2 separate regions of the Mus musculus genome follow, and region 2 is linked to region 1. A link is a contact called in public promoter capture Hi-C data. All regions are on one chromosome and are shown on one strand. The core of a region is the stretch at or near the end of the contact, and the rest is flanking DNA. Distances in the headings are between cores, read along the strand shown.

What was found. Capture Hi-C pulls out chosen DNA fragments and counts their contacts.
Region 2: a promoter capture Hi-C map of liver shows a contact between it and region 1. The contact joins two enhancer-like sites. A contact is called at or near these places in 1 of 39 promoter capture datasets (pre-B cells), 1 of 115 datasets of contacts at active chromatin or transcription factors (embryonic stem cells) and 3 of 9 other capture datasets (adipose tissue, liver and pancreatic islet).

Annotation. Positions count from the first base shown.
Region 1 is chr5:121,434,716-121,440,718 of GRCm38.p6, reverse strand. Naa25 (N(alpha)-acetyltransferase 25, NatB auxiliary subunit) reads right to left here. Exons shown (of 24, transcript NM_172722.4): 18 at 5,650-5,893; 19 at 5,136-5,259; 20 at 3,995-4,060; 21 at 3,014-3,111; 22 at 1,881-1,991; 23 at 1,238-1,384; 24 at 1-891. The coding sequence ends at 769. Among named protein-coding and RNA genes, the nearest start is that of Erp29, 15 kb to the left of the region's middle. Within about 2 kb of position 2,393, at least 19 of the 459 cell types and tissues checked have an H3K27ac peak or open chromatin away from gene starts, as enhancers often do. A contact at or near this core is called in adipose tissue and liver, where this site is marked.
Region 2 is chr5:121,562,445-121,568,447 of GRCm38.p6, reverse strand. Aldh2 (aldehyde dehydrogenase 2, mitochondrial) reads left to right here. Exons shown (of 13, transcript NM_009656.4): 13 at 425-2,421. The coding sequence ends at 457. Among named protein-coding and RNA genes, the nearest start is that of Mapkapk5, 20 kb to the right of the region's middle. Within about 2 kb of position 3,832, at least 99 of the 459 cell types and tissues checked have an H3K27ac peak or open chromatin away from gene starts, as enhancers often do. A contact at or near this core is called in adipose tissue and liver, where this site is marked.

The DNA of each region.
Region 1 (6,003 bases), core at 1,144-3,643:
TCCAACAGCTTTTCCACCTTTCCCAGAAGACCAGCGGGGCTCAGTCTCAGCAGTTTACGAAGCTCACGGTGGGCTGTGCTCAGATTTCTTCCTCAAAGTGGGCAGAACTTGGACTTCCTCACTGCCCTGAGGCTGAGCTCTCCCAGGAGCGGGGCTGGGGATGTCTTGGCTGCTGGGGCTGTGAAGCCAAAACTGAGCACCTGTGGTCATGTGTGGTGCCCTGTGGTGGCACGTACTCAGCCACATCTCCCTTGAGCCTCTGTGGGTCCATCCCGGTTCTGTGGGATGGCACAAGGAACCTGCCACTGAGGGAAGGGTCCTGCTCCTGGGTCTCCTACACCTGCTTTTGCCTCATACGGCTACAGTATGGGCTACCCAACCCAAACTCCCACTGCATGATGAAAAAGCAACCCACCTGCTCTGAGGTCGATGCTATACTTATTCTCTATTGCTGCTTGTATAGAAATGTCCACCCCAGCCATTCCTGGAGCTGGGAGTGAGGTGGGGTGCTCTTGTTGCTGTCCTGTATGTATGGACAGGTATAAAGAGTGGTAAACCCAGATGAGGGTCCTGCTTCTGGTTTATATACAATAATTTAATTTGTTGTATATATTTAATACCTCAAAAATTAATTCACGATCAAAGTCCTTCATGCATTTGTGAGGAAGTTCTGGATTAGAACAATGCCAGCCAGATGTTGTTTTTGCTGGGGAAGGTGGTGTGTCATCTTCTGCTGTGGAACCTTCGGTGTTTATGGTTCAGAATTCCTTAAATTTTTAGTTTCTTTGTAGTCTCAAGTCTTTTTCTCAGCAGCTCCCCTGTCTCCAGAAGTGAGTGCAGGTAACTGCTCTGGACTTTCCCCTGCACAGTCTTTGAAAATTTTCTTTCTTCCTACAAAATAAACAACAAGTAGTCTTGCTCAAAACTCAGTCGCTCAGTTTATAGAGACCTCAGGCAGAACACCAATGGCATTTTCAGTTCATAAAGATTATGGAAGGGGAAAGCCATTTCTGGCATCAGGTGACTCATGTAAGGCACACATGGCACAGGCTGTGATCAACAGGTGTGCACCCCAGACCAAGAAAAATGTGAGAGTCTTCCTGAGTAGCTTAGACACAGAGCTATTTCATGACAAGCTGGGTATAAGTGAAATCTGTGATGAACTGGGCATGAACTGATCCTCAGGAGAAAGTTTCAACCTGTGCACAATCCTCGCTGCTTGCACATCATCTCTTACCGTAGAGATAGAAGTTTCCTCTAACGTGAGCTCCTCAAGTCTAAGTGCAATCAGATGTGCTTCAAGTCCTTTAATATGATCCACAGCATTGGAAATTACAGTCTGAAGTCCAGTAACGTAGTCTTGGAAACTGGTGAAGATTGGAGGCTGGGGGAAGAAGATGAAAAAGCCGTTAAAAGCTTCCCAAACAGCCCGTTTTTCTAGCTTGGTGTGATAACTTCCCAGCATGCATGTCTGATGCTGTGAGCACAGGGATGAATGGACCCACTTTGGAGAAACCCATTAGCTGCTAACTTAGCTCCTGGGACGCACTGCACTGTCCTTTCAGTGGACCTAGGGAAGGATCTTCATGGTACTTTAAGGATGGACCTGGGAAGCGGCGGGCGGCAGGGACAATGTAAGTTGAGAGACAGCTGCCTTACATAGTGAGACTGTCTTAAAACCAGCACATACTTGTGTCCCAGCTACTGGGGAGGCCGAGGACCAAGAGTCAGGACAAGCCCAGGCAACACAGCACAGCCCTTACAGGAAAGGCTGCAGCAAACATGCCTCAGAGACCTGACAGCTCTAAGAATGTGCAGGGAAACAGCGGAAGGCGAGGCAATCGGGCTGGGCCAGGCGGTCGGCTGCTCTTTGTCATTACCATGATGATGCTCGTTTCTTTTTTCTTCTTTTTCTTTTTCTGGATATTTAATTTGTATGGTCGCAAGACACTTTCACAGTAACTGGACACCCAAAGGATGACAGAAATAGTCTGAAAGAGGAAGTTTACAAGCTCATCAGCAAAAGTTACACTAAGGCATCTGCATAGCAGCCAGAGACAAAGTCATGGCACTGGCAGTTATGCAGAAGCCAACCAGTGACCATGGAAAGGGACAAGCCAACCAGGACTGGCAGCTGTGACTATGCGCCAGCACAAACACTTCTTCCTTGGATGGTGTCTCCTATGTATCTGTCCCAGTTTGCTGCTCCAACAGCTGATAGCATTGTCCTTCCTCCTGGCTCTCCCTCTGCTAGTCTCCATTTCCTTCCCTTCCCTAAGGAGAGGGAGGACGTGTGTGTCCCTTTGCTAAGTGCAAAGCCCACATCCCAGCATGCGGGAGCTCTCCACACAGCAGTTAGTGGATGTGTGCCCTGAGCATCCAGCTGGCTCCTATCCCACACTGGGTTACTCAACAGCACCGGCTGGGGGAACACTCTGCACTGAAGAAGGCTGTCTGCTCTTACAGAAGACCTGGGTTCGGTGCCCAGCACCCACACGGCAGCTCTGGCCTTCTGCAGGTACTTGTATGCAAGGTAGACATGAACCCACACAGGAACACAATATACACATAAATCTAAACAACAACAGAAAGAATCTGACTAAAATCAAGAGTCCTGCTGCTATCAGGGTGCTGGCATATGCCCATGACTCCTAGGAGGCTGCAGCTGAGTCCAGAGTTCAAGGCCAGTCTCGATTACACACGAACTAACATTTTCAAAAAAGGAAACTACACTGTATTTTATCCTCCTCCAGCTGCCTGGAAAATACAGAATGCTAGGCAATTAGTAAAACAAGTGGCTGTGTGAACTCAAGCAAAGCCCAAGGAGGGTGAACCGTAGAGGAAGAGCCACTCAGATGCTGTCCCTAAGCACAGCAGAGGAAGCCAGCTTAGAAAAATGACAAAATGGCACCTAGTGTCTTAAACCATCAGTGACAAGCTGCAGGTGTAAAGCCCACACTCTGCTGCGGAGACGAGGCGACAAAGCCAGGCCCTCAGCAGGAGGAAGACACACCTCAACGAAGAAGACCAGATTCTCTAGGACTGCAGGCTGGGTCTTCACATTGCCATCTGTAACTTCTAAGAGGTCCCCTTTACATGTGCTGAAGACACCTGAGGGGGAGAAAAGGTTTTATGATATTATTCTCTGTAAGTTTTGATGCTTTTAGAATATAGAATCTGAAAATAACTAACATAAAAATTTAATCCAAGCCAGGCCTGCCTGGTGGCACTGGAAGTCAGAGGCGTGGAAGATCTCTAAGTTTGAGGCCAGCCTGGTCTACATACTAAGTTCCACGCTGCCTAGAGCTACAAGATGAGACCTCCATCTCAAAACAAAAACAACAAAAAAACAAACAAACAAATTAAAGCTCCAGTGAATAGGAGTGGAGCTGAGCACCAGTGCTTGCCTGGCCTGCTCTCAGTCTCAGACACCGTCCTCAGAACCATCAGAAGACAAAAGATAAAACTTCCCTCACACAAAGCTTCAATATATAAAGGCATATAAAGTAAAAAGTCTTAACAATTAACGTGCTATAGTCGCCAAAATATAAAAAGTAGTCTTAAAAATTATAGCCGGGCAGTGGTGGCGCACGCCTTTAATCCCAGCACTTGGGAGGCAGAGGCAGAGGCCAGCCTGGTCTACAGAGTGAGTTCCAGGACAGCCAAGGCTACACAGAGAAACCCTGTCTGGAAAAACAAACAAACAAACAAACAAAAAACAAAAAAGCATGCTAGCCATCAGCTGAGAGATCTGAAGTACGGGCTGTCATAAACTACAGACTGGGTGGTTTAGCAGCCCTGTGCCACTGTGAGGTGACATACATGAAGACCATCTAAACACAAAAACAAAGACTTTAACTTTAAAGATGAAAAAATAAATTTTAAAATTAAAAAGAAAAGCTTATTATTTCCAAACCCTTCCATATATATTTATATACACTGAGCTACTGTCAGACACACAAGCACAATTCAGGAATCTACAATAAAAACTTACCTTTCAATAGTTCTAGTAAAGATGCAAGACTATTTTCTATTCGTTCCTGTATATCCACTGTACCCTCTAAAAATGAAAAACAAGCAATCAATGGGTTGGGAATTTTTTTGTTTTGTTTTTTAAAGAAAAAACAATAAGCTGGGCACGACTGCATAGAGTTGTGACCCAGAGCCCAGCACACTGCGGCAACCAGACTGAGTTCAAGCCCAGCCCACAAGCTGTGCTGAAAAAACCCTGTGGGCTGGGAAAGCCACTGTCACCAAAGCCGAGTTTGATCCCCCAGATCCAGTTGGTTCTGTGACCTTGCCCTGAGTGCTGTGGTACACACAGACTAAGTAAGCAAACACATAAATGACAAACACCTACAGCAGCAGGGCCCGGAGAGATAGCTTGGCAGTTAAGAGTACAGAGGACCTGAGGTCAATTCCAAGTACACATTTCAGGATGTTCATAATGGCCTGGATCCCCAACTCCAACCCAACTGACAACTCTGGTCTCCATAGGCACCTGCCCTCCCCTGCACACCCCGAGACACACAAACACCCCAAAAAGTTGGTGCTGGAGAGAGAACTCAGCAGTTACGAGTAAGTACTGGCTGCTGTGGTAGAAGAACCAGGTTCAATTCCTAGAACCCTCATAGTGACTCACAACTGTAACTCCAGTCTAGAGGATATGACCCTCCCTACTCTGGCCCAGAGGGCTCCAGACATGCACATTATGCATAGAAATGCACACAGGCAAAATACCCATACACATAATAAAATAAAATAAATTGAAGTAGTAAGACTCTGAAAAGGTGCAACAGTTAACTCAATTCTAACAAGTAAGTCATAGCAGGGGCCTTTCCCCTGAGATGCACACATTTAATCCCACGACTGAAAGACACAGAGGCAGAAAGGCAGAGCTGCCAATGGAGGAGGGACACTGGCTGCCGCTCTGGACAGACTGTCTCAGGCTCTCCAGCAGGACTTGCCAGTTATGCTGCCTGCACTGCAGATCCATCAGCATGCAGGAATGCAGCTGGGGCTCAGCATATGAGTCTGTCTGGTTCCCCGTAAGTTTAGGGTTTATCATTTATGGCACTTACTACATTCTTAATGTTAAAGGTCCAGTAAACACGGGCCCCTGCATGCATACTTACCTAAGCCACTGGTGTCAAGCTCATACATGTCGCTGACCAGATGGAAGGACTGGACTTGGCACTGACAGCAGCCAGAACTGAAGAACCTGCCCATCCTGGTGGGAACAGGCCCAAGGAAGGGGTACTGGAAAAAGACAGAAAACCAAAGTATGAAACAGGGCTTAAAAGTGCTGGATAAAACAGAAATCCATCCATCAGAAAGCCAGCAACTGACTCCCACAGTACCAAGGAAAAGGCCATATGTATTAGTGAAGCAGGGTGGTGTGTCCCTGTGGTCCCAATACTGAGTTAGGAAGACTTCAAATTTAAGGCCATCCAGAACTATACACCAAGAACCCATCTCAAAGGGAAAAGGGGGAAGAAAAAGCCCTCCAACAGCTGCTGTTCAGTTTTTCCTGACGAATGGGTTTAGACAGAGCAATACCCAGCCAAGACTGTCCATCCCTCCTTCTCTGTTACGCCCACAGTTGGTGGGATAATTATTGCGCCTCCAACAGCAAATACTTATTGATACCTGAATTTCCTTCTCAATAAACCGCTTCCCCGTCTCCACGGCCACCTCTAGCTGTTGGAGGAGCAAACGAAGGATGTCGATCCGGGAGGACACACCGTTCTCTGACATCTTCTCTGAGTTCTTGGGCTCCACAGGGTGGGTAAGACTTGGAAGTCCACTGATCAGCCTCAACGTTAAGGAGCGAATTCTTAACCACATGGTTTCTTCCTCCAAGGAGAGTTTCTTATGCTCTTCAGAAACATTCCTTAAACAGAAACATTCCCAGAGCGTCCATTTTACTCAGCCTGCTGCCTCCAAAGCTTTGAGCCTTTGGTTTCCCCTATCAGGATACCTCAGTACAGGTCCTGCCTTCAC
Region 2 (6,003 bases), core at 2,583-5,082, 130 kb before region 1:
TGCAGGTAGAGGCAGATTTTAGAACACTTTGTGATACCTACAAATTGAGATGCAGCTCTGGGCTATGAGGGCCTTTCTTTGATGAGACACCTGTGGACGTAGCCTTTTCCTCAGAGATATCCTGAGGGCTCCTTGTTGGGGGCTGTACAGTGCTGGATGTTGCAGCTTCCTGACCTTAACTCACCAGATGCTACTAAACTATGATGCCCTCCAATCCCCCAGAAAGGGCGGCCGGCCCCCCATACACTGGCAGATGGCCCCTAGGTCCTTCCTTGGGTGAACATCCAGGAAGGGGATACACTATGCTCTCCTGCAGAGGTCAGGCTGCTGTCAAGGAGATGTGAGAAGGAAGAGAGGGGCTCTCGTCCCCAACGGGACCTCCTGGCATTATGAAGAATTAACTGCTTCTCCGAACCCTTCACAGGTTACTGTCAAAGTGCCACAGAAGAACTCGTAAAGCGGCATGCCTGCTTCCTCAGCCCGCACCCGAAAACCCAACAAGATATACTGAGAAAAACCGCCACACACACTGCGCCTCCAAAGAGAAACCCCTTCACCAAAGTGTCTTGGGTCAAGAAAGAATTTTATAAACAGGGCGGGGCTGGTGGGGGGGAAAGCTCCTGATAAACTGGGTAGGGGATGAAGCTCAATGCAGACCGATCACGCGTCCAGATGTGCAGGATGCTGCCTTCAACCTGCAGTCCCTAAGCAGCAAATGAGCAATAAAAATCAGCAGATCAAAGCCACGGGGTCAGTTCTCTAAGACGTAAATTCTGAGTCTTATCTCTGTTGCATTCCGTAACTCTCTGCTTTGGGAGGAGACAAGGCCGTCCTTAGAATTGAATTAGCTCTGTGGAACACTAGCGCCTTGGTGTTTACTGGTCAGAAGTCATGAAAGGCAGGACCCCTCTCTATTCCTGGATACACGGGACGCCAGGATGTCCCCACTATTTGGTGATATCATGTATATCTCATTACCCTCATCCCCATCTTGGTACCTGGGATCTTGGTTCTCACAAGTAATTCTAGGCTGACGAGGAGGGATGTAAGCTAAAGGGAGGGGAGTCACTATTCTTGGCTGCAGCTACATTTTGGAATTTCACACTGGCCTATCTCACAGGCCAGAGGAGGTAGTGACACCCGTTTGATCCTTTCCAAGGGTGAGCCAGGTTAGGTTTCAACCAAGGGACCTCACGGCTCGGCATCAGTTGCATGCTGCTAACTAACCTGGAGTCGATTCAGCCAAAAGACAGTTTCCAGAAGTGGCTCTGTTCTCCCAATCTGTTCTGCGGCCTCTTTGAGGCACAGAGCAGAGCAGAGCCATGTCATGTGCACAGTGCAAGGTCTGCCTCTCGAACTACCAGAACCAAGAGAGATTGGAGGTATTAGTGACAGTGGCCTGATGGAGGTGGCAGGTGATGGCCCGTGAAGGTAGATTTTCAGGGAATAAGAGAATGTGGCAGTGACTGGCAGCTGCAATGCAGACTCTGGTTCAGGCTATGGTCACTGCAGATGCCTGGATGTGTGACAGATGTGATGACATTGCTGAAAGACAGAGGGACCCACTCCCAGTGGAAGGCCAAGAGAGCTCTTGAGCAGGGCTCCAGTTACGTGAGCTTTCTCCCTCTTGTACCAGAAGGTTCCATTCCTAGAGGTTTTAGCTACCTGTGACCTCTGCCCTGTGTATAAATGGGGTTACTGTGACTATCCCAACCCTGCCCTGTCCTAAAGTACCTTCAAGGGCCACCTTGTGCCCAACCTGTAGATTATTCCCTATACAGAAATGCTCATGATGTTTGGCATAAAAAAAAAATTAAGCCAGCAATTAGCAATAGTCATTGTGAGAAGTTACACAACTCTTGGTGCCGCTACGCTTGTGTTTTGGGGTGTTGAGTTAGCTCTGCATGGGTGCTGCAATACTCAATCCTGGAAGCCCAGGAGCCAAGATGGTTGCTCGTAGCTGATAGGTGGGCAAATATGCCACGTGGGTACAACGGCTGCAGGCATGATGCTCACATCGGGCACAGGGCCGCACCGATGCATGCAGCCTGGACCAGTGTGTGCTTATTTTCAGAATTTCCGTTTATACTCTTATGCTATGCATGACGATTAGCTGCCTGGTACCTGCCCTGAGCAGGGATAAGCAGGTCAAGTCCAAGGTCCACAGGAGCTGGGAAGCTTAGGGGCGAAGGTCACAGATCTTACTCACCTAGTGAGTGAACAAGGCGTGGAGAGCAAGCTGCCATCACAGGCACAAGAAACGGACGGTGAGCTTAGCTTTAGAACTAGCCAGTCAGAGGCAGAGCTGAGGGTAGAAGGCTGATGAAGCCCTGAAGTTGTCCTTCGACCTCCATATACACATCCCTGTATGTGCATGCGCACTCAATGAAATAAATAAGTAAATACAATTTTTAAAGATCATATGCCTGGCGTGGTGCCTCACACCTTTACCCCAGTACCTGGAGGCAGAGGCACTTGGATCTCTTGAGTTGAAGGCCGGTCTGTTGTACAGATTGAGTTCTGGGACAGCCAGGGCTACACCGAGAAACCCTGTCTGGAAAAAACAAAAATTAAATTTGGGTGGTTGCCTGTAATGACACACCCTGTAATCCCAAGATTTAGAAGACGATTTAGAGAAGGCAGGAGGATTACCAAGAGTTTGAGGCCAGCTTGGACTTAAAAAATCCTGTCTCAATAAAAAAAGGGAAGGGGGTGGTGTCAGGCCACCAGGTAGCTTGGCGACCACAGTGACCACCGTAAGCAGTAAGCAGTGACGTGAGCACTTGAAACCTGCAGGAGTGGGCCCTACCTTCGTCATAGTGTGCAAAGTTTACCATGGAGACGCCAATCCAAGCACCACGCTGCACATACTGACTGCATGACATTTGGCAAGTGTGTCATGGAATTGCTGCAGGAGGATTACTGTAGTCTCAAGAAACCAAATCCCTCTCAGGTGACAAGAGGAAGGGGAGGAGTGGGGGGAGTGAGGGGTCTGCGGTGAGAGTCCTGGAGGGCTGGGAACTGCTTCTTTTCACTTCCAAAGGGCTTCCTCATCTCTCAAGCTCCACCTCCGTCCAGCTTCATTGCCCATTCTGGCTTCTGATGAGTCTGGATCCTTAGAACTGCTGCCCAGCCAGCCTTCCTCCCCAAGGCCCTGCAAGGAGAATGCCTGTGGCCCTGGTGTCTGGTCCGGTTGATGTGGAATACCTCCATCAAGCTAGTGCTATAGAGATGGGATGAAGCTTAGATCCGAGTCGTACCATCTACCCCGTGACCAGGAGACGCATCCCCACTAGTGATAGATACCCAAAGAAGACTAGAATTTGCAACATGAGAAATTAGCACCAGCCCGATACACACGCATTCTCTTATAGTCAGTGAGGCAGAGAGCAGTAGGAAGAATGGGATGGGGTGGGGGTGTGTGTGTGTGTGTGTATGTGTGTGTGTGTGTGGTGGTAATTCTTGGCCCCGGGCGTGTGAATCCAACTCAGTGCGAGACAAGCAGTTAATCCGGAACTAAGGCAGGCAGGTGTGATGAGCAGCCTGAAGCACAGGCTTCCACACCCAAGACACGGTAATCCTTTCTCTGTGAAGGAACCCTCTGGGCCGGAAGCAGCTGTCTGGGAGTGAAAACAAGGTTCTCAGGTTCCGTGGAGGAGCCTGATCTCTCTGGGTACTTGGATATGGGCCGATCACAGGAGTATTGGGTGCAAAGCCGTTGTTTGTGGGTTTGGCCTTCTCTGATCCTCAGGAGGAAATGCCGGGGTCTTGAGCACAACAAAAAGGCACGTGGGTGCTGGAGCGGAGACCCAGATGTTAGCGCCTCCTGGTGGCCAATGGCCAAACCACAGCGATATCCTCTGAAGGGAATCAAGACTGCAAGATGGCTCAAAGGGAGGAACTGAAAACAGTTACTGCAAGATGGCTCTGCAGTAAAGGAAGCTTGCCACCAAACGGAACCACCTGAGTTTGATTCCTAGAACCCACGAGGTGGAAGGAATTGAGAACTGCAAGAAAACAGGGATCCCCAACAAAAACCTTCCCGTGGATCTTCACAGCAGCCGAAGGGAAAAGCTGAACCTCACTCAACATTTCATCTACCAACATCTGTATTGTGTGTTTGTTTGTTAGCTAGTTTGTTTTCTTTTTTCTTTTTTTTTTAGATATATTTATTTTTTAATTTTTATTTATTTTTTTGGTTTTTCGAGACAGGGTTTCTCTGTATAGCCCTGACTGTCCTGGAGCTCACTTTGTAGACCAGGCTGGCCTCGAAATCAGAAATCCGCCTGCCTCTGCCTCGAGAGTGCTGGGATTAAAGGTGAGTGCCACCACGCCCGGCTTATTTATTTTAAGATTTATTTATTTATTATATGTAAGTACACTGTAGCTGTCCTCAGACACTCCAGAAGAGGGAGTCAGATCTCGTTAGGGATGGTTGTGAGCCACCATGTGGTTGCTGGGATTTGAACTCTGGACCTTCGGAAGAGCAGTCGGGTGCTCTTACCCACTGAGCTATCTCACCAGCCCCCTAATTTGTTTTCTTAAAAGACCACAGTTCACATACCAGATTTGGGGAGTCCAATCAACAGGACAGGATACCTGTCAGTGTGGATATCTACACTGAAGACATCTGGGGGGGGGGGAGATTCTGATCCTGCTCCCCCCTTGCCTCCTCACAGCCTGCGGTGAATTTGAGAGGCCCACCTAGCCACCCCCACTTTGGAACTGTCTTCCCCACTGGCTCTTGGGGCTCTGCTCTGTTCTTCCCCTGGGCAGTGTGGATACTTGAGCTTGACCAGGCTGGATCCATACCATCGACATTGAACAGGGTGAAGCACAGGGTGTGCCCTGGAAGGGTAAGGTCTTGTAATAAATGACATAAGAGACTGCAGCTGTCACACAGATGAAGCAGGCATAGAAGAAAGCCACGGAAGAACAAGCTAGCAGTCTTTGGGGAACACACTGAACCCTACCTGTCTTAGGGTTTTACTGCTGTGAGCAGACACCATGACCAAGGCAACTCTTATTTTTTCTTTTTTAAAGATTTATTTATTATTATATGTAAGTACACTGTAGCTGTCTTCAGACACACCAGAAGAGGGAGTCAGATCTTGTTACGGATGGTTGTGAGCCACCATGTGGTTGCTGGGATTTGAACTCTGGACCTTCGGAAGAGCAGTCGGGTGCTCTTACCCACTGAGCCACCTCACCAGCCCTTTTTTTTTTTTTTTTTTGGTTTTTCAAGACAGGGTTTTTCTGTATAGCTCTGGCTGTCCTTTGTACACCAGGCTGGCCTCAAACTCAGAAATCTGCCTGCCTCTGCCTCCCCAGTACTGGGATTAAAGGCGTGAGCCACCACGCCTGGCCCAAGGCAACTCTTATAAGGACAACATTCAATTGGGGCTGGCTTACAGGTTCAGAGATTCAGTTCATTATCATCAAGGCAGGAACATGGCAGCATTCAGGCAGGCATGGTGCAAGAGGAGCTGAGAGTTCTACGTTTTCATCTGAAGGCTGCTAGTAGAATACTGGATTCCAGGCAGCTGGAATGAGGGTCTTAAAGCCCACACCCACAGTGACACACCTACTCCAATAGGGCCACACCTTCTAATAGTGCCACTCCCTGGGCCGAGCATATACAAATCATCACACTACCCAACTGTCCCTAGAACACCATCTCTCCCCCATCTCTCCCTTCCTCTCCTCAGTGCATGCCAGAGTAGTGACATCACTCAGAGCAGTGATGACATCAGAGCAGTGATGGCATCAGAGTTAGTGACATCACTCAGAGTAGTGATGACATCAGAGAAGTGGTGGCATCAGAGTAGTGACACCACTCAGCGATGACATCAGAGCAGTGATGGCATCAGAGTTAGTGACATCACTCAGCAGTGATGACATCAGAGCAGTGTTGTAGAAGGTAAACAATCCCAAATCGGGATTTCTACCCTGCCTCTGACCATTCAGTTCCTGGATAAAAGACACACAACTTTCATTACTTAC